Regions from separate parts of the Mus musculus genome. Here regions 1, 2 and 3 are each linked to region 4. Evidence: chromatin contacts called from public HiChIP or PLAC-seq, Micro-C and promoter capture Hi-C data. All regions are on one chromosome and are shown on one strand. Each heading gives the region's core, a stretch centred on a gene start, on an enhancer-like site or on the middle of the called end of the contact. The rest is flanking DNA. Distances are from core to core; before and after follow the strand shown. Region 1 holds the start of Mbip (MAP3K12 binding inhibitory protein 1). Region 2 holds the start of Nkx2-1 (NK2 homeobox 1). Region 3 holds the start of Nkx2-9 (NK2 homeobox 9). Region 4 holds the start of Slc25a21 (solute carrier family 25 (mitochondrial oxodicarboxylate carrier), member 21).

What was found. Promoter capture Hi-C pulls out the DNA fragments that hold promoters and counts their contacts. A called contact is a pair of places that touch in the nucleus more often than the background predicts. HiChIP or PLAC-seq counts read pairs in DNA pulled down with a chosen protein or histone mark.
Region 1: a Micro-C map of the G1E-ER4 cell line shows a contact between it and region 4, with 5 times the contacts expected there. The contact joins the promoter of Mbip here to the promoter of Slc25a21 in region 4. A contact is called at or near these places in 8 of 39 promoter capture datasets (the 3T3-L1 cell line, 3T3-L1-derived adipocytes, cranial neural crest and 4 more) and 1 of 484 Hi-C or Micro-C datasets (the G1E-ER4 cell line).
Region 2: a contact with region 4 is called in an H3K27ac HiChIP or PLAC-seq map of embryonic stem cells, with 9 times the contacts expected there. The contact joins the promoter of Nkx2-1 here to the promoter of Slc25a21 in region 4. A contact is called at or near these places in 18 of 39 promoter capture datasets (the 3T3-L1 cell line, 3T3-L1-derived adipocytes, cranial neural crest and 7 more), 2 of 15 datasets of contacts at CTCF or cohesin (pro-B cells and stem cell-derived epiblast-like cells), 28 of 484 Hi-C or Micro-C datasets (the 3T3-L1 cell line, 3T3-L1-derived adipocytes, LSK cells and 4 more), 10 of 115 datasets of contacts at active chromatin or transcription factors (craniofacial prominence, embryonic hindbrain, embryonic midbrain and 3 more) and 3 of 9 other capture datasets (embryonic stem cells, embryonic tail and embryonic trunk).
Region 3: a contact with region 4 is called in a promoter capture Hi-C map of embryonic stem cells, with 4 times the contacts expected there. The contact joins the promoter of Nkx2-9 here to the promoter of Slc25a21 in region 4. A contact is called at or near these places in 13 of 39 promoter capture datasets (cranial neural crest, embryonic stem cells, frontonasal cranial neural crest and 4 more), 2 of 484 Hi-C or Micro-C datasets (both in embryonic stem cells), 12 of 115 datasets of contacts at active chromatin or transcription factors (craniofacial prominence, embryonic forebrain, embryonic limb bud and 4 more) and 1 of 9 other capture datasets (embryonic stem cells).

What each region holds. Positions count from the first base shown.
Region 1 is chr12:56,343,901-56,348,429 of GRCm38.p6, reverse strand. It overlaps Mbip (MAP3K12 binding inhibitory protein 1), which reads left to right and starts at 2,536. Exons shown (of 9, transcript NM_145442.2): 1 at 2,536-2,758. The coding sequence starts at 2,630.
Region 2 is chr12:56,535,443-56,539,352 of GRCm38.p6, reverse strand. Nkx2-1 (NK2 homeobox 1) reads left to right here and starts at 2,445. Exons shown (of 3, transcript NM_009385.3): 1 at 2,445-3,044. Gm26973 (a long non-coding RNA gene) reads right to left here and starts at 2,163. Exons shown (of 6, transcript XR_872771.2): 1 at 1,847-2,163.
Region 3 is chr12:56,610,571-56,614,534 of GRCm38.p6, reverse strand. Nkx2-9 (NK2 homeobox 9) reads left to right here and starts at 1,251. Exons shown (of 2, transcript NM_008701.2): 1 at 1,251-1,623; 2 at 2,256-3,142. The coding sequence starts at 1,476. The coding sequence ends at 2,815. All of the region lies in intron 3 of Gm26973 (a long non-coding RNA gene), which reads right to left.
Region 4 is chr12:57,195,941-57,200,167 of GRCm38.p6, reverse strand. Slc25a21 (solute carrier family 25 (mitochondrial oxodicarboxylate carrier), member 21) reads left to right here and starts at 2,696. Exons shown (of 10, transcript NM_172577.3): 1 at 2,696-3,295. The coding sequence starts at 3,229.

The DNA.
Region 1 (4,529 bases), core at 1,287-3,786, 850 kb after region 4:
TCTCTAATGCCAACTCCAACACTCTGAATCATTTCTGCTGAGCAGCAGATTTTCAGCAACCCACTTCATAAACTGTAATTAGTTTTCTATAAAAGGACAAATTATTCCCTTTCTAAATTTCAGTATTATAATTCTGCTATACATTAGTATCTATACATTTCTGTCTGCACTGAGTCCAAGGGAATCCACATCTTTTCATCTTAGAAAGCCTTCTACCTAAAATAGAAGTTTTTATTATAAAAGAAGAAAATAAGAAAACTATCTGAAATGAGCTCACTGGGTATCAGGAAGGAATACAAGATGTTATTAGACAGAAGAAGCAGTGCATAAAGGAGTTAACAAATTCTGACTATGGTGGGACATGCCTTTAATCCCATCACTTGGGTGGCAGAAATGGGTGGATCTCTGAGTTTGAGGCCAGCCTGGTTCTGGGAGTTCCAGGAGAGTCTCAGCGAGATAGAGAAACACTGTCTCTAAAAACAAAAACAATGGAACAACAACAAGAAGAAATCAAGTAAGACTTGGAATTTGGGGCTGGAGAAAGATCTCAGTGGTTAAGAATGCAACTGTTCGTTTTTGCAGAGGGCCAGAGTTTGATTTTAGGCTCCAGTGCTGGGCAGCTCACATCCCATGCCTCTGGCTTCCTTGGGTAATTGTGCATGAGCAGGAGTACTTGCAGTCACCACAAAGAAAACAGCGTGCAGCACCTTAATCATTCCCAAATGTGTGATAAAAAGTCTTCTACTTAGTTTTTTAAAAAAAATCTGATTTCATTACTTGGTACAGAACAAGGACTCTTAGACTCCACATTACAATTGTCACCCATTAACCAGAAACTCAGAGACAAAGTGTGTTAACATTGCGATGAATCGTGAACTTCTATTACAGATATGAGTGACTTGAATGAGAGGGTGCTTGAATCTTGTGAAGATTGTATTGTCAAACCTAAGTTTACATCTTTCTGCTAACAAGGAAACAGACCAGCTTTCTCAAGATCCTGTTAAGTCTGATAATACCAGAAGTCTCTGGATATAAGTGAGTAAAAGGCTCCTTAGACAGGTAAAAGGAGTTCTTTCATTTTTACTCTCCTTATCCTAGTGTCCCTTAATTCCTTATTTCTTCCTTTATTCAGTCTGCTCTCTAAGGATAGACTACCCATTAACTTCATACTTCCACTTCCTGTATGTTAAATGCACTCAACTATCATGAAGAAGAGTTTTAAATCGTTTGTTTGCTTGCTTGCTTGCCTGCTTGCTTTTCGAGCTTTGGTTTCTTTGTGTAGCCCTTGCTGTCCTGGAACTCACTTTGTAGACCAGGCTGGCCTCATAAGGGATTTACCTGCCTCTACCTCCCTAGTGCTTTGGGATTAAAGGCCTGAGCCACTGCCGCCAGAGTTTTAATTCTTTTGTCCTTTATCTTTTAAGCTTGTTTTAAAAATTTAATAGAGCCAGGCATGGTGGAGCATGCCTTTAATCCCAGCATCCGGGAGGCAGAGGCAGGCAGATTTCTGAGTTTGAGGCCAGCTTGGTCTACAGAGTGAGTTCCAGGACAGCCAGGGTTATACAGAGAAACCCTGTCTCAAAGGAAAAAAAAATTAATAGAACTCTACATTATAAAATTATAACTTTTTTCGCTAAAATAAAGCTATCTAATAATACCCAACAAGAGTCGATTTAGTTTTATATCCTAATTTTAAAGAGTGTGGTTACATGGAATAAATTGGTCTTTTCTTTCTTTCTTTCCTTCTTTCTTTCTTTCTTTCTTTCTTTCTTTCTTTCTTTCTTTCTTTCTTTCTTTCTTTCTTCCTTTTCTTTCTTGTTGTTTTGTTTTGAGGCAGGGTTTCTCTGTGTAGCCCTGGCTGTCCTGGAACTCACTCTGTAGACAAGGCTGGCCTCGAAATCCGCCTGCCTCTGCCTCCCAAGTGCTAGGATTAAAGGCGTGCGCCACCACTGCCCGGCTGGTTTATATTTCTATTGGATTTATATTGAAACAATTTTAAGGTCAAGTGTCCAGTGATTGCACTGAGAACCCGTTGCATGTCAGAACTTTGACATAAACTATTTTGCAGGTGTAGTCATCAATGTCGTTCTATGGTAGGAAAAAGAAGCATAATGTAGCCCTTGTGTTCTTTTTAAATTCCTCATATCAAACAGTCTTATAGAGATGAAAATGTTCTATCCAGTAACGATCATCCTGGGTCAAGTTTCTAGTAATTAGAAAATTGTAAAGCACTGCTCCATCACTAACCCGCAATCTTTTTCCAAGACAACTCGACTGTTAACATTTTAAATTTTAATAGCGGGACTCAAATTCTAACACTTAAGAGTAAGGCTCTGCCAACATTCACAGGGAGCATCTAAGAGCCAAGTAGGTTTCTAAACCAAGGTGGACCACAGAAAACACCACCAGACAGAAGGTCCAGCTTCACATACACAAGTTCCCTCGGAGCACAGCTATCCTTGCTCTTGATTGGTCTTCCTGTGTGTCTGTCACACACAGAGGGTGGGGCCTATCCTCAAGCTCTAAGTGAGACGCTCTAGTTTTACGTCATCTCAGTGCGACGAAGTCCGCGAGGGAGGGGTGGGGTGAGCGCTGTTCGCGGTGGTTGGGGGGCTGCTTTGAAGGTGTCATGGCTGCTGCTGCGGAGCTTAGTTCCTCAAGCGGCAGCGAGAGGAGCCTGGAGCAATGCTCCAGCCCCCTCCTCACCCGCGAGGTCCTCTGCGAAGTCTTTCGCTCCTTGCACACCCTGACAAGACAGGTAAGTGGGGGTGCGGCGGGGAAGGGGTGGGTGGGGAGGGAGAGCATCCCGGTCCTTGTCCCCTTAGTTCTCTCGGAGGCGGGGGTCGCGGAGCCCCGCTGGCACGGTGTGTGCCGCTGGTGTGCCGTGGCCGGGCTGTGACACCCGGAAGACCCTGGGCCCAGCTCCTGGGACCGGGAGATGCCAGCGGCACGCTTGATGGCCAAGGTCTGGAGAAAACTGGGGTCCTGGCGACGAAAGCTTGCCCAAAAGATGCCTAAAAGGTGATGAGGGTGAAGGAGGTTCCTGGCGATCACGGTCCTTTTGCCTCCAGTGTATTTATCGCAGAAACTCACTGGTTAATATGGCCTGAAACTTTTCCTAGCGCCATCCCCACTCCTTGGGGGGTGATTTACTCTGGGGTTTTTTGTTTATTTGTTTGTTTTTCTGTTTTTTGTTTCTCTTGCCATTTATTGCATCTCTTACTCTTTTAAACGGGGAGGGATATATAAGGATTTCCACAATTTCATTTGTAGTATACCTAAATTTTAGTGTGAATTGTTGGATGAGTTATGTGTGGCCACTTCTAACTACATTACGACTGTCGTGTAGCTTAGCTAATTGCTCTTTACAGAAAATGTCACAGTAAACCTGGATTTTAAAAACTAGGTTACACTTTACTAGATAGTCGTGATGTAAATGAGGCAATGTTTAAATAAGGAACAAAAGTATGTTTGCCTGCTTTTAGAAGAGTTTTGTGTCAAACATGTTTCCTAATTTGTTTGGGGACTGGTTATAGTGCTTGAAATGGACACAGCACACATTTATGTCAAGGGCAGTGGTACCACCAGTGAGAATAGGACATTTACCTGATTTGTGAGGATTATTTTTAAAATCCTTAGTTGGAAAACCTTAGTAAGTTTATTCTGACTGGCAAACTACTTGAGTTGTACATTCTGTTTGGTGTTACTGGACTTCGAAAAGTTAAAAAAAATTAAACTCAGTTGCTTGATAAGCAATTAGGAAAAAAATTCTTACAAAGTCTTAAGCACTTTCCTTATTAATATTTCAGTAGTAACATCTCAGATCTTTAAATAGTTTAAAAGTTAGAGAACTTTTTGGCGTGGATTTGGAACTTAAAGATTTATTCATTTATATTTCTAATGTCAAGATGAGAAAAATCTTCTCAAATATTATGCTTAGAAATTGCAAAATAATTTACATTGATAAATTATTTGAATTATAAAATATCTAAATTTTGCATACTGAGTTTTTTAATTATATAAATTTATCTCAAAGGTTCAAATGGAAAAATGATTAAACTTAACTTATGCCACTTGCCAAAAATGTGTAGAGAAAATGAAGTTTTTGTAACAGTAAAGGGTCCTTTAACAAGTGTCAAATATAAGATTTTTTAAAAAATTAATTAAATGCTATTTTAGTAATATGTATTTTGAGATGCGTGATTAAGGATGAAAGCCATCCACACTTATAAAGTTGCCCCTGCGGAATGTGTCCTTTCGCAACAAATTAAAGGGACTTTTAAGATGTAAATTGTAATATGTCTAAGTTCACCTTAAATATCATTGAATTATTAGCGCTTTTCGATAGAAAGTGTAAAACTGAATTGTTAAAAAGCATTTTTCCTTCAAATGCAACTAATGTGTTTCTACTGAACATACATGACTGAGTAGTCAGTGTTAATAGTGTGTTAATAGAAAAATTTGAACGCCTGATTACTGTCCCAAGGATTATGGGATAAAAATTCATAGAATCCATATGTTACTGGGGA
Region 2 (3,910 bases), core at 1,196-3,695, 660 kb after region 4:
CCACCCCCCCCCCCAAGTCCCCCAGCACTAACCTAGCTAATCCAGGACACAAAACTTCACTGGGACACGCCCCCTTTCTCAATGCTTGTTACAAAGTAATTATACATCACTGCAGTGATCTAGTGCTAATATGGAAGCTTCAGGTGGAGACCGGCCATAGATAGGTCGTTAATGGCTAAATACTCTGACCTAGCCTACCAAATATCGGATACAGCATGGGTTCCAAGAGTAGTTGCTAAGTGAATCATGAATTGTAAGATAACATTTTGAACTTTGCAGCATTAGAAGAAGCACATCTAGTGCCCTTGGCAGATGTGAAGGGTTTCATGGGAGTTGGAAGTAAGCAAGCTGAGGTGTAGGTGGCAAGTGGTAGATCTGGTTTGGACATCCTCTCTCTAGCGTTCTACCAGTGAGCTTTCAAAGAGACACTGGAGGGGAAGAAGGAAGTGTCCCTCTGCTACACTGCTGCAAAGACTAATGGTTACTCTGCTCTTCTTCTGGTGAAGCCTGAGTCTCTGCAGCCCTTTGATTCCTAACTAGTGAGATTAAAGAGGACCCTTGGGGCTGAACCAGGGAATAACCTTATGAGGGCTGAGCTCTGTCCTGCTAGCCACAAGGCCAGTCTACTGACAGCGCAGGAGGCACCAGCCATGAGGGGTGGACTAGGTTTTTAAGAATTAATCCACAGCTACAAGAGGGGAAAAAAATATCTCTGGTTTAACCCGAGTGGGTCCTGTTCAAGATGAGTCAGAGAGGCAGCATGCTCTCTAGTCAGAAAGACTAACCTGGTGAGAATTCTCAAGATCTTTGCATGGATGAGTTCAGAGATAAATAGGTGGCTCCCCACCCACCCACCCAACACCCCCCCCAGGCCCCCAAAGGCTCTTGAGAATTCTGGCTTACTCTTGTGGATGTCAGTGCTCATGGGAAATAATCCAGAATGGTGGATGTTTATGAAGGGGCAGAAGTATGGGAAGTTCATTTGGTTCAAGTCACAGAGTGCAACAGAGCCCCTCACCCCCAGTTCTAGATGGGAGCTGTTGGCATTGGTGCCAGCAGGAGAAGTTTGAAGCTCAGTCCAGTTCCCCTCCCCTTCAGGGTAAAGCATGGGGGTTGCCAGGCATCACTCCCCTCGAACTCTGACTGAAGCTCAGCCCCTCACCTAGTGCTGTGCGGCTGGGGATGGGGGCCCCTAGTTACAGTAGGGCTAAGATGCAGCTTGTGTACATTCTCCCAAACTGGCCACCTGCTGGTGTTTTTGAAGGTCCGGGCTGCACGGCTCAGAGACTGTAGAAGATTGAACAAACCTTTCACTCCAGACTAACAGGCCCCCCGAAGAAGCAATGGATTTGATATTAACCACAGACACAGAAATATCGACCTTGTTAGTGAGCTTAATTTTCTTCCCTCAAAGCTTTGGGCGTGTTTTGATGTGCCTGATTTTGCTTAAATCTCACCAAAAAACCTTCTGAAGAATTACCTCCTTCTGTAAGTGGCACTAAAACCGGGAGAGACAAATGACACTCTACCCTTGGTGTTCCTATGACCACCAACAATTATAAAATAACGGGGTTAAATGGAGACGGAGGACCAGGGACTTCCTAAGACGATCCCGTTCCCAATGCTAGCAGATCTGGGTCGCGCCTTCAGACTAGGTCTGCATTATGCTTTGCCTGCCCTTTCTGCCGTTCACTTGATCTAGCGTGGCTTCCCCTCCCTGCACTCTCGACACTGTAGACCAAAGTGCTGTAGCTCATCTTGAGAGCGCCCCCCAGAGAAGTCCCTGGGAAAGGAGAGCGCAGAGCTCTGCTTTCCACTTGTCCTTAGCTACAGAGACACAACGCACCTGGCCGCTTAAAGTCGGGGTTCCCTGCTTCAAAGCCACCTCGGGGGCGGTTCGAAAATGCGGGCCCAGATGGGAGGCCCGCTGATGCCCAGAGCCTTCCTTCCCTTCACGATGGAGGTAGGTGGTGAGGAAAGCTAATGTTAGTTTAGTCGTCGGCTTTGTGTTGAGGGAGTAGAGAGCACTCTTCAAGGAGAGATCTTAAAAAGCAAATAAAACAACTTTCCATACTATAATTGCTATTAATGGAAAGGAGCCTACCCTGCTGAATTAAGTAGTTCAAAACTGCTTGTTCATTATCGGGAGCTCCCTCACTACAAGGAGGGGAAAGAAAATGTGAAAACAAAAACCAAAATCAAGAAGCCTCCTTGACTGGCCGCCGAAGTGTCTAGGAGGCACCTGCCGGGCCAGGAAGCACTCCGCCCTCCCAGCCTCTAGCGCTCCAAGAAAGCTCGAACAGCAGACAAGCAAAGCCAAAACAAAAACAAACAATAACGAAAACGCTTAAATTCCAAGGAGAAAAAAAAAAAAACGGAGGTGGTCTCCAAATCTGTGCCATGCAGGGCTTGGCTGGGTAACCCACTTAGCTGCTGATCCTGACCTGGTAACAGCAATGAGGCTGACGCCCCCGGGCCCGCTAGGGAGCACAGCCCACAGCTCCCCCTTGCCAGGCGCCCAAGGACCCTCAAGGCGCGGGGCTCACACTTGAAGCCTGGGAACGCTCAGACAGGAAACCCACTTCCTCCTAAGCAGTTTCTTCCTAGCCGGATGAGAGGCGCCCAATTGAAGCAGAATGATCCTCATCTACTAATATCCAGCGTGGCCACAAAGCGACCGGCCATTTACGCCGCCACTTTAGACAAAGATATTTGGTTATTCCCGGGGAAGCAAGTGCACTTTTGCATGGCTGAGCTCCGGGAGGAGGCGAGCCTCAGCCCAGCCTCCCGCCCGCTGGGCTGCGGGCGTCGAGATATTCGCCTCCTCCCGGACAACGAGTTCCACCCGGGTTCAGACTCAGTTCCACTCTGCAACGGATCTGCGGGCGCTCACGCGGCTCCCCGCCCGGGCTTTCACTGAAGCATCGGAAGGGAAAACTGCGGGGATCTGAGCTGGGGTGCTGGGACTGGGATGTCCTCGGAAAGACAGCATCAGCTTCTGAAGCCGAAGTATCCAGGCCATGGGCAAGGGTCAGGGGCACCAGGTTTGTTCGAGATGGGGCAACTTCCGTGGTGGACTCTCCTGTTAATCCCCCGCACCCTTAGCCTCGTAGCTCAGAGGGCCAGCGGTGTACTTGCCTGGGCCGGCAAAAGGGGTGGAGAAAGGGAGCGGCGGGGTGGGGTGGGCTGGGGGGGCTGGTCCGCTAGGGAGCCAGGAGCTTGGTGGGGGGTGGCGCGGGGATCGGTGACAGCCTCCCGGAGGCAGTCGTTCCCTTACTCAGCTCCCCCTCCGCCCGCTGGGATTCTCTCGGGTAAGGGGAAAGGGGGCGGGGAGCAGAGGTGTCCCTCTGACGGCGGCGGCAGAAGAAGCAGACAGACTGACAGACACATAGACCAACAGTGCAGCCCCAGGGTTCATCCCCAGACTCGCACACTCTTTTGGTGGTGACTGGGGCTCAGCGCAGCGAAGCCCGATGTGGTCCGGAGGCGGTGGGAAGGCGCGGGGCTGGGAGGCCGCAGCGGGAGGGAGGAGCAGCCCCGGCAGGCTCAGGTGAAATCCCGCTCCCTGCTCCTCAGCCCCCTTCTCCCCCAAAGGCCAGCCCCTGACCTCGGAACCCCGACCAAATTGGACCGCGGTTCCACTTTGTAACTCCCCAAGTTGGTTGCAAAGCAGTATTCACCTTCCGTTCTCCTTTCCATCCCTCCCCTTAGGTTATTCTCTACCCCACCTCTGGCCCTCCCGCTCTCGGTTCCCTCCTCCTTCCCCCCCCCCCGCCTTTTCCTCGCGCGCCACAGGCACCCCACAAAAATGGGGGTGGGGGTGTCCAAGGGAGGGGGAAAGTAATGCTTTGGTTCTCTCTCTCTCTCTCTCTCTCTCTCTCTCTCTCTCTCTCTCTCTCTCTCCCTCTCT
Region 3 (3,964 bases), core at 2-2,501, 580 kb after region 4:
CCTTGTCAGGTTCGAATTCAGCCTCAGCAAAGCCCGGTTTTCAGATGCGGCTACCCAAATGTAGCTCTCATCCCTGAAATTTAGAAACCAGGTACCCAAATAACTAGCTGGATAGAAAAAGGCTTCTGAGACCGCACTCTAGCGCTAGACTGGAGCCAGAGGAAGACTAGAAAGGCCAACAGAATGTGCCTGCTGCTGCCGGATTCTGCCCTCTCCTACCTCCTTCACCCGCCTTCCACGTGGATCATTTTATCTGTGTTCCCTTGGTGACTAGAGGATCTGGGAGACATCTCCTGCCAGGCACATTTCTTTTGGGCAGGCCTGTTGCTAATTCTGCCTATCCGCCCATTCTATGTCAGACGGGGCAGCTGTGGTGTGGTCTGCTACACTGTGAGCAGTGAGTAATGCAGACCGCTCACTGTCCCTTCCTATGCTGCTAACTGGCACCGACTTGGGAGATGAAGGGCAGGGACGAAGCCCTAGTGACAATACCAAGGAAGCTTTGGTAGGCCACCCTAAAATCTGCTACCTCCCTTGGGTCCTCGAATGGAGGAGCTCAGCCAGAGTCCCAGACTCAGGGTCCATAGATGCCAGACCAGGATGGACATTTCGGGACCTGGATGTTGGCTGTTTTGTTGGCCTGAGGAGACAGACACAGGTCCCAAGCTCTCCCACAGGCTTCCAGACCTTTCAGACTGTGTGTGGTGAGTGTGTGTGTGTGTGTGTGTGTGTGTGTGTGTGTGTGTATGTAGGCTCCTGCAAAATCTGTGCCCTAGACATCTGGAAAGACCAGGCCATCCTCTGATATCTAAGGAATGCTACCAAAAAAAAAAAAAAAGTGCGCCAGTTTAACGTAGTTATAAATCACTTTCCAAATAATTATGAGAAACTACCATTCCAGCAGGGAAGCTCCGGGGAAAAACAAACAAGGAATAATAAAGTCGCTCCACCCTCCCCAGCTCTACCACCCAGCCCAGGCCCCACGTCAGCCTGAGAGGAGAAGGAAGCTGGGGCTCAGTTGGGAGGACCATGGTCACTGTTCGCCACCCAAGATGTTATTCACTGGTAACAATCCCCATTATCTGTCCCCACTTTGGTCTAATCAGACAATCGCTAATACCAGGCCAGCTTCCTGCGACCTCTGGGAGGTAGTCTTGCAGAGGGGGCGGGTGCCGGGCGGGGCGGAGCGGGAGGCGGGGGAAGGGGGGGCGGAGATGGCACCTTCCGGACTTGCCCCGGCTTCGCTCCAGCACTCATTCAGGTACTTAAAACCCTGGACACCCCGACTGCGGTTTTCAAAGCCCTCCGAGTAGCAAGGGCTGTTAATATAAATAGGGATTCCTCCCGCAAAGGTGCTGGCGTCTCAAGGCCAGCGCATGGCGAGCGCCTCGCACTTCCATCCTTAGGAGCGGCGTCCCCAGCTGTCCCTGGGTCCCTAGCCTACCCTGCCCCCCACCTTCTTCCCCTCCTCGGCCATGGCCACCTCTGGACGCCTCGGCTTCACGGTGCGCAGCCTCCTGAATTTACCTGAACAGGATGCGAAGCCTAGGGTGAGGCGCGAGCAACAGACGTGCGTTCCACAGACTGCTGCCTGGCTGGAGTCGGAGTGCAGCCACTACCTGTGTGAGTGAGCCAGGACTGCGGCCGGGGGTGGGGAGTGCGGAGGAGGGACCCAGCCAAGCCTCTGGGGTCAGGGATGGAGAGTGGAGATTCCCAACCCAGAATCAGGTTCCTTCGACCCTAGAGCAAGCGCGAAGCTCTGTGGTCCTCAAACAGACAGGTGGTGCGTCTGAGTCCACACATCCTGAGAGTAGATCTTGGTCCTGGACTGCTGAGGAAGGTAGTGGTTTTGGTGTCTGGCGATCCGAAAAGACCGGGATATTTAAAGATTTGAAACCTTCCTTTTGTGTCCCAGGGCTTTGCAAACTTCAAATCAGAGGTGGCCGGTATGGGTGACTCAGCTTGTGGGAAACTAGTCTGCCAGCTCAGTTACTGTTGCGATTCCTTTAAGAGGACCCCAGGGTGGGTTTCTCTGGGGCATCATCTCAGGTCTGCCGATTACTCTTGTAGTATGGTTGAGGTAAGAGTAGGGAACGTGGGTACCCAGAAGTGAATACAGCAAAGCAAATGGGTCGCAAAGCCCGGAGCAAGAGAATTGGGACTCCAGGTGGAGACGAGGGTGGGAGACAGGTCCCAGACACCCGTAGAGGCTGGCCTCTCACCAGGCGACGTCTGCTTTGCTTTGTGGTTCCCAGCCTCGGACGAGAGCGGCCTGGAGACAAGCCCTGCAGACTCGTCGCAGCTGGCTTCGCTCAGGCGGGAGTCCCCCGGCTCCGACCCGGAGAAGAGGAGGAAGCGGCGGGTGCTGTTCTCCAAGGCCCAGACCTTGGAGTTGGAGCGGCGCTTTCGGCAGCAGCGCTACCTGTCGGCGCCGGAGCGGGAACAGCTGGCTCGACTCCTGCGCCTCACGCCCACGCAGGTCAAGATCTGGTTCCAGAACCACCGCTACAAGCTGAAGCGAGGGCGAGCGCCTGGGATCACAGAGCCTTCGGATATGGCAGCATCATCTGATCTGCACGCCGCTCCCGGCCTGCTGCGCCGCGTAGTGGTACCCGTGCTGGTTCACGACCGGCCACCGAGCAACAACGGCAGAGGTGAGGGGACCTCTGCGGTGCCCCAGGACAAGTGCAGCGCACGCCTGGCCACTGCGTGTCCGGTGCCAGGCTACACCGCCTTCGGACCGGGCTCGGCGCTTGGCCTCTTCCCAGCCTACCAGCACTTAGCACCACCAGCTCTGGTCTCCTGGAACTGGTGAGGCTGCTGCGGAGTGCCTAAAGCCACCCTAGACTTGGGACATTGCTGTTTGGTCCGCCGCAGTAGAGCTACAGCCACACCAAAGTCAGGAGGTGACCCTTGCAGGAGCCCTTCTTGAGTCCTGGGTCCCTGGATTGCCCTAACCGGCAAACACACACACACACACACACACACACACACACACACACACACACACACACACAAGGGACTGTCTCCAAGACTCGGAATGGTTGCCCGGGCGCCAGTCCCAGAGCAAGATTTTATTTCTTGAGCATTATTTGTATATTTTAAAATAGCGACTTGTATGAAGCAACTTATTTTTAAAAAAGAAATAGAGTGTTTTCCCCTTGACTTGTTGCGCTAGATTATACTGTGGAGGGTTGGGTCGCTGGCGCTCCTACCACTAAAGGGATGGAAACTGGTTTCCCTTGGCTGGAGGTGGAAAGACCATTTACACTGAGACCCATCCCCGGTTTATACTGTAGGTCAGAATAAAGTCCCAACAAGACTTTGGGAGGAAAGGGAGTAGGAGAGGCAACGGAGGCGATCTGGGTAGCTCTGCAGAGTGAAGCTGGAGATTCTTTAGTCTCTGGCTCCAAGACTGAAAGCTTATCCTGCCCCTCGAGCAGGGTCCTGACTCAAGGCTGTTTCCAGGACTTGAGGATTGAGGAGCTTGGAAGCAAGGAACTTGGAACATACAGTTAATGCCATGAGCGCTTCAATGTGCTGTTTCCTGCCTCCTCTACCCGGCAGTGGTGGGACTGGAGAGGGAGGGCATTGAAGAAATAAAAAGGGCCACAGAATGACCTGCCCAGGGCACTGTTTCCAGGCTACCCTAGGGAAAGAGGGTAATGCTAGGATTGCTATGCTGGGGTGCGATCGGCTAGTAAGAGTCCAGTCAGCAGTGCACACACGGAATGATCTCCTTTCCATTCCAGGCCTTGGTTTGCCCCTGTTCTTTTCCTGGGTATATAGTGAGGGAGGAAATCCAGGGCAGGCAGTCGCTGTCTCTGAAGCTGTGACCTTATCTCTGGAAACCCATTTCAGAAAGAGGAGAGGAGAGAGGTGTCCAGTTGGTCCAGGAACAGGGACAAGGCCCCTGATGAGGTCTGAAGAGAAAGCATTAGGCTTGGTAAAGGTCCTCGATTTC
Region 4 (4,227 bases), core at 1,447-3,946:
TCTGTATTTGGGGCCTGTGAGATGGTTCAGTGATAAAGGGAACTGTTGCAGCCTTCTGGTCCGAATTTTCTGAACTGGATTGCTGGGACTAACAAGTGGGAGGAGAGAACCCACTTCCTCAAGTTGTGTTCTGACCTGCATTTGCTGTGGCTTGCATGCATCCACACATGAGTACACTCAACAAATAAGTACAAAAAGATTTTGTGGTTCTTTTTTCTTTTTTTTTCTTTTTAGAAAACAAAGGTCTATATTTTACATACAAATAAAATTAATTTGGGAAAGGTCATTACTTTAGTTTTCTGTATGACAGAATGCACTTGGCCTGGGTTTACCATTTGAATCTGCAGTCCCACTGTTCTCAAAATGAAAAACTCCCATAAATGATTGCTCCTTTTATCATCTTGAAAAACTTAATTCCTGCTTTTCACAATGAAATGCTTTTGTAAGCTCTAAAATTTTGGGACTATGTCTAAAATGTGAGAGATCCTCAATTGTTGAAGAAATGGTTTATATTGTATTTAAGATCCTATATTTTGGGCTGGCGAGATGGCTCAGGGGGTAAGAGCACTGACTGTTCTTCCGAAGGTCCTGAGTTCAAATCCCAGCAACAAGGTGGTGGCTCACAACCACCCATAATGAGATCTGATGCCCTCTTCTGGTACTTATTTATAATATTTTATTTTATTTATAATAATTTATTTATAATAATAAATAAATCTTTGGGCCTGAGCAGGGCTGACCAGATAGAAGCAGAGGTACTAATCAATTCCCTAAAACCACATGAAGGCTCACAACCATCTGTACAGTTATAATGTACTCATATACATAAAATAAATAAATCTTTAAAAAAGATCCTATATTTAATTAGTAAAATATAGTTCTCAAAACCTTTTATTTGCTTAGTGATAGAGGAGCAGGAGAGAGGGCTTTTTTGTTTTTTTGTAACCAACTTCATTTTTGCCATTAGTTTTATTTTTATTTTTAATGATTTGATTTTGAGATTTTAATATGAGTACACGTTTCCCTTTCACTCCCTCCACATTCTCGCTTGGACTCTTTCTTGCTGTCTTTAAATCCATATTTTTTCATTAATTGCTGCCCCATGCATATGTTTATGTACATAATATACATTTCTAAATATAACCTGCTCAGTATGTATAATATGACTTGTATGTATGTTTTCAAGCCTGTCCATTTGGTATTGATGAATATTTTCAATCTGGAAAATTTTATTTTATTTTTTTGTTTTTTTCAAGACAGGGATTCTCTGTGTAGCCCTGGCTGTCCTGGAACTCACTCTGTAGACCAGGCTGGCCTCGAACTCAGAAATCCGCCTGCCTCTGCTTCCCAAGTGCTGGGATTAAAGGCGTGTGTCACCATGCCCAGTGGAAAATTTAAAAAAACAAACCATTTTTGTGTATCTGATCACATAAGCAACACATTTACCCAATTCCTCATGGTATGTAACTTTCCTAGTCAGGTGGTACAGGCACATAACTGTGTGTACATGTGGTGTGTGTGTCTGTACATATGGTATGTGTGTGTGTGTCTACATGTGGAGTGTGTATCCATGTGGTATATGCATACATGTGGTGTGTGTATGTGTGTGTCTATGTGGGGTGTGTGTGTCCATGTGGGAGATGTGTGTGTGTTCATGTGTGTGTCCATGTGGGGTGTGTGTCTGTACATGTGGTATGTATGCATGTGTATATGTGGTGTGTGTGTGTGCATGTGTGTATACATGTGGTGGTATGTGTGTGTGTGTGTGTATGTATGTCAGCAGATACATGCAACAGGAGTGTTTGGTAGCTAGAGGTTACTGTTGGGGATCTTCAGTTGTTCTCCATTTTACCTTTGGAGACAAGACCTATAACTGAACTGAACTGTTTGGCTAGACCTCACCAACCAGACAGCTCCAGGGATGTGCCTATCTTTGCATTCTCAGCGCTAGGATTACAGACCCAGACTAATACTGTCTTACATGTGCAGGGAAACTGGATTTTGGTCCTTAGGCTTGCATGGCAAGCACTTTACTGACTGAGCCATCTCCCCAGCTCACTACCACCGACATTTAATAGCTCAAAGAATGAAAATAAGATATAAGTATTCATTTCGTATATTTGATTTGACATTGTATTATTTTAAATTGCACATACCCATGTTTTTGACAGAGAACAACGGCAGTTTATATGGCCCAGAATATATGCATTAAACACTACGTTTTAGAAATAACAGCAGCGGGGTTTCCACAGTACTTTCTCTTATCATCTCCGGCCTGTCAGGGGTGTGGTGAGCGTTCTAAATATCTGACTCCTGTGTTTCTCTTATACTGCAGTTTGCACCTTGTGGTTCACTAACAGGCACTAACTGGTACTTTTGTTTTGTCAGTGATTCTAAAGAGCTAGTGTGAGTTAATTCCACATTTTGTAGAAAGAAATAAGCAGGTTATTGGTGCTCCTCTTTCATGTCTACCTACTGTTCCTAACAGAGAACTGCTTAAAACAGGTTTCTAGGCCCTAAGCCCAAAGAACTCGGCTTTCTGACAAGTCTGTCATATTGTGCGCAGCGTGGTGACCCTGTGAACTGGGCACAGGACACTTGAATAACAAGTCCTTTATGGTTTTCAGTAAGTAAAACTCAGTTTATTATGCATGAAATAAAAGTCCAAAACCACTTCCCCCGCACAGTTACTGCACTTTGTAAGTCAGATCTGCTCTGATCTAGTTGCTGTGGCCTTCAATTTCTGGTTGACTAACTTGGAGGAATTTCCTCACTATCCCTTCTTTTGAATAGTACCGTATTTTAGCCTGCCTGGAGGGCAAGGGTCACCCGCGGCTACATCACAGTCGCAGCTAGCTAAGGCAGCCCTTAGATAAGCAGCCAGCTAAACAAACTCCGCAGTAGGTCTCGATAGGCAAATTCATAAGCCCCTATCTTGAAGCTCGAGCCTGACCCACCGAGCTAGGTCAAGTCTACCCAGCCCCCAGTTGTCAGTGTTCCCCCTCCGGTGCCCCGGTGGAAAGGGCAGCCTTAGGCAGCGCTGGGCAAGTTCGGACCCCCTCCGCCAACCTCGCGGCGACTCGGTGCCCGAACCGCCGCCTTTAGCTGGATCGCAGCCACACCGGGAAGAGTTCAGCCCCAGGACCGACGGGGCCCGGTCTCCATCGGCGGCGGCCTTCAGAGGAGCTCGCTCGGGCAACTTGGTCACCCGGTCCCCTGGTCGCGAAGATGTCGGCCTCCAACGTCAGCTTACTGCACGAGACCTCCAGGCAGGTCGCGGCCGGAGGGTCTGCAGGTAAGGCTGTCCGCTCGCTCCCCGCGCGCCCGCCGCTCCTCCGCCGCACCACCCGACAACTGTCCCCCAGGCTCGCCTTCCAACCGAAGTTTTGTGTGCGAGTGCGTCCTCCTAAATCTTCTACTCTGACTCCTCTGCGAAGAGCCGAGCAGCCGGCGGCGGCTCTTTTGGGTGCAGTCCCCACTAGCTGCTCTGCTCTAGGGTCCCCGGGGGTTCTCTGTTCCTAGAATGGAGCATGAAAGGATTCGCCAGTCCCTGAAACTTACTGTGACTTTGAGAAAGCTTCCCCCTCCCGTCCTTTTCTTCGCTTTGACAGCTATTTTACACAAAAAAGGATTCAGTTCCAGTTCGGTCTTACTTAAGTTTCTTAGCAAGTTTCTTCCAAGGCCCAAGCTAAAGAGGATCTTAGCATAGCTCTCTTCGCAGGGATTCTTTTTACTGCGCTTCTTGGGGATCTATGCACGCCATAAATATATTAAAATTAAACGCTCGTGCTAACAAATGTAAACACCTTTGATGTAATGGACTCACATTAATCTGTGGAGAGCTATGATGTGGGAGAGACTTTACAAAAAGATCTGTTAAAGCCAGCTTGGTAATAATTACTGTGCAACTTGGAAGAAGTTGCTCGCCATTAAATTATGCGTATGCCTAATTTTTAATATTTTTAATATTAGGCTGTAACAGTTCATAAGTTTTGTTATTTTAATAAATTATTATAACAATGAAATAGTATTAAAGTTGACTAAAAGATACTCAATATATACTTAGTAACATTTACTTTCAAGAAAATATGAACTTTTAAATAATGGAGTGCTTCAAACTCTGAGTAGTTTTATGTCATGAACTAGCTGCATCTCTGGGGTATCAAAAGCATCCAGATATGTCACATAATTTGCGTACTTTAACAAGATACAGTTATGAAAATGAAA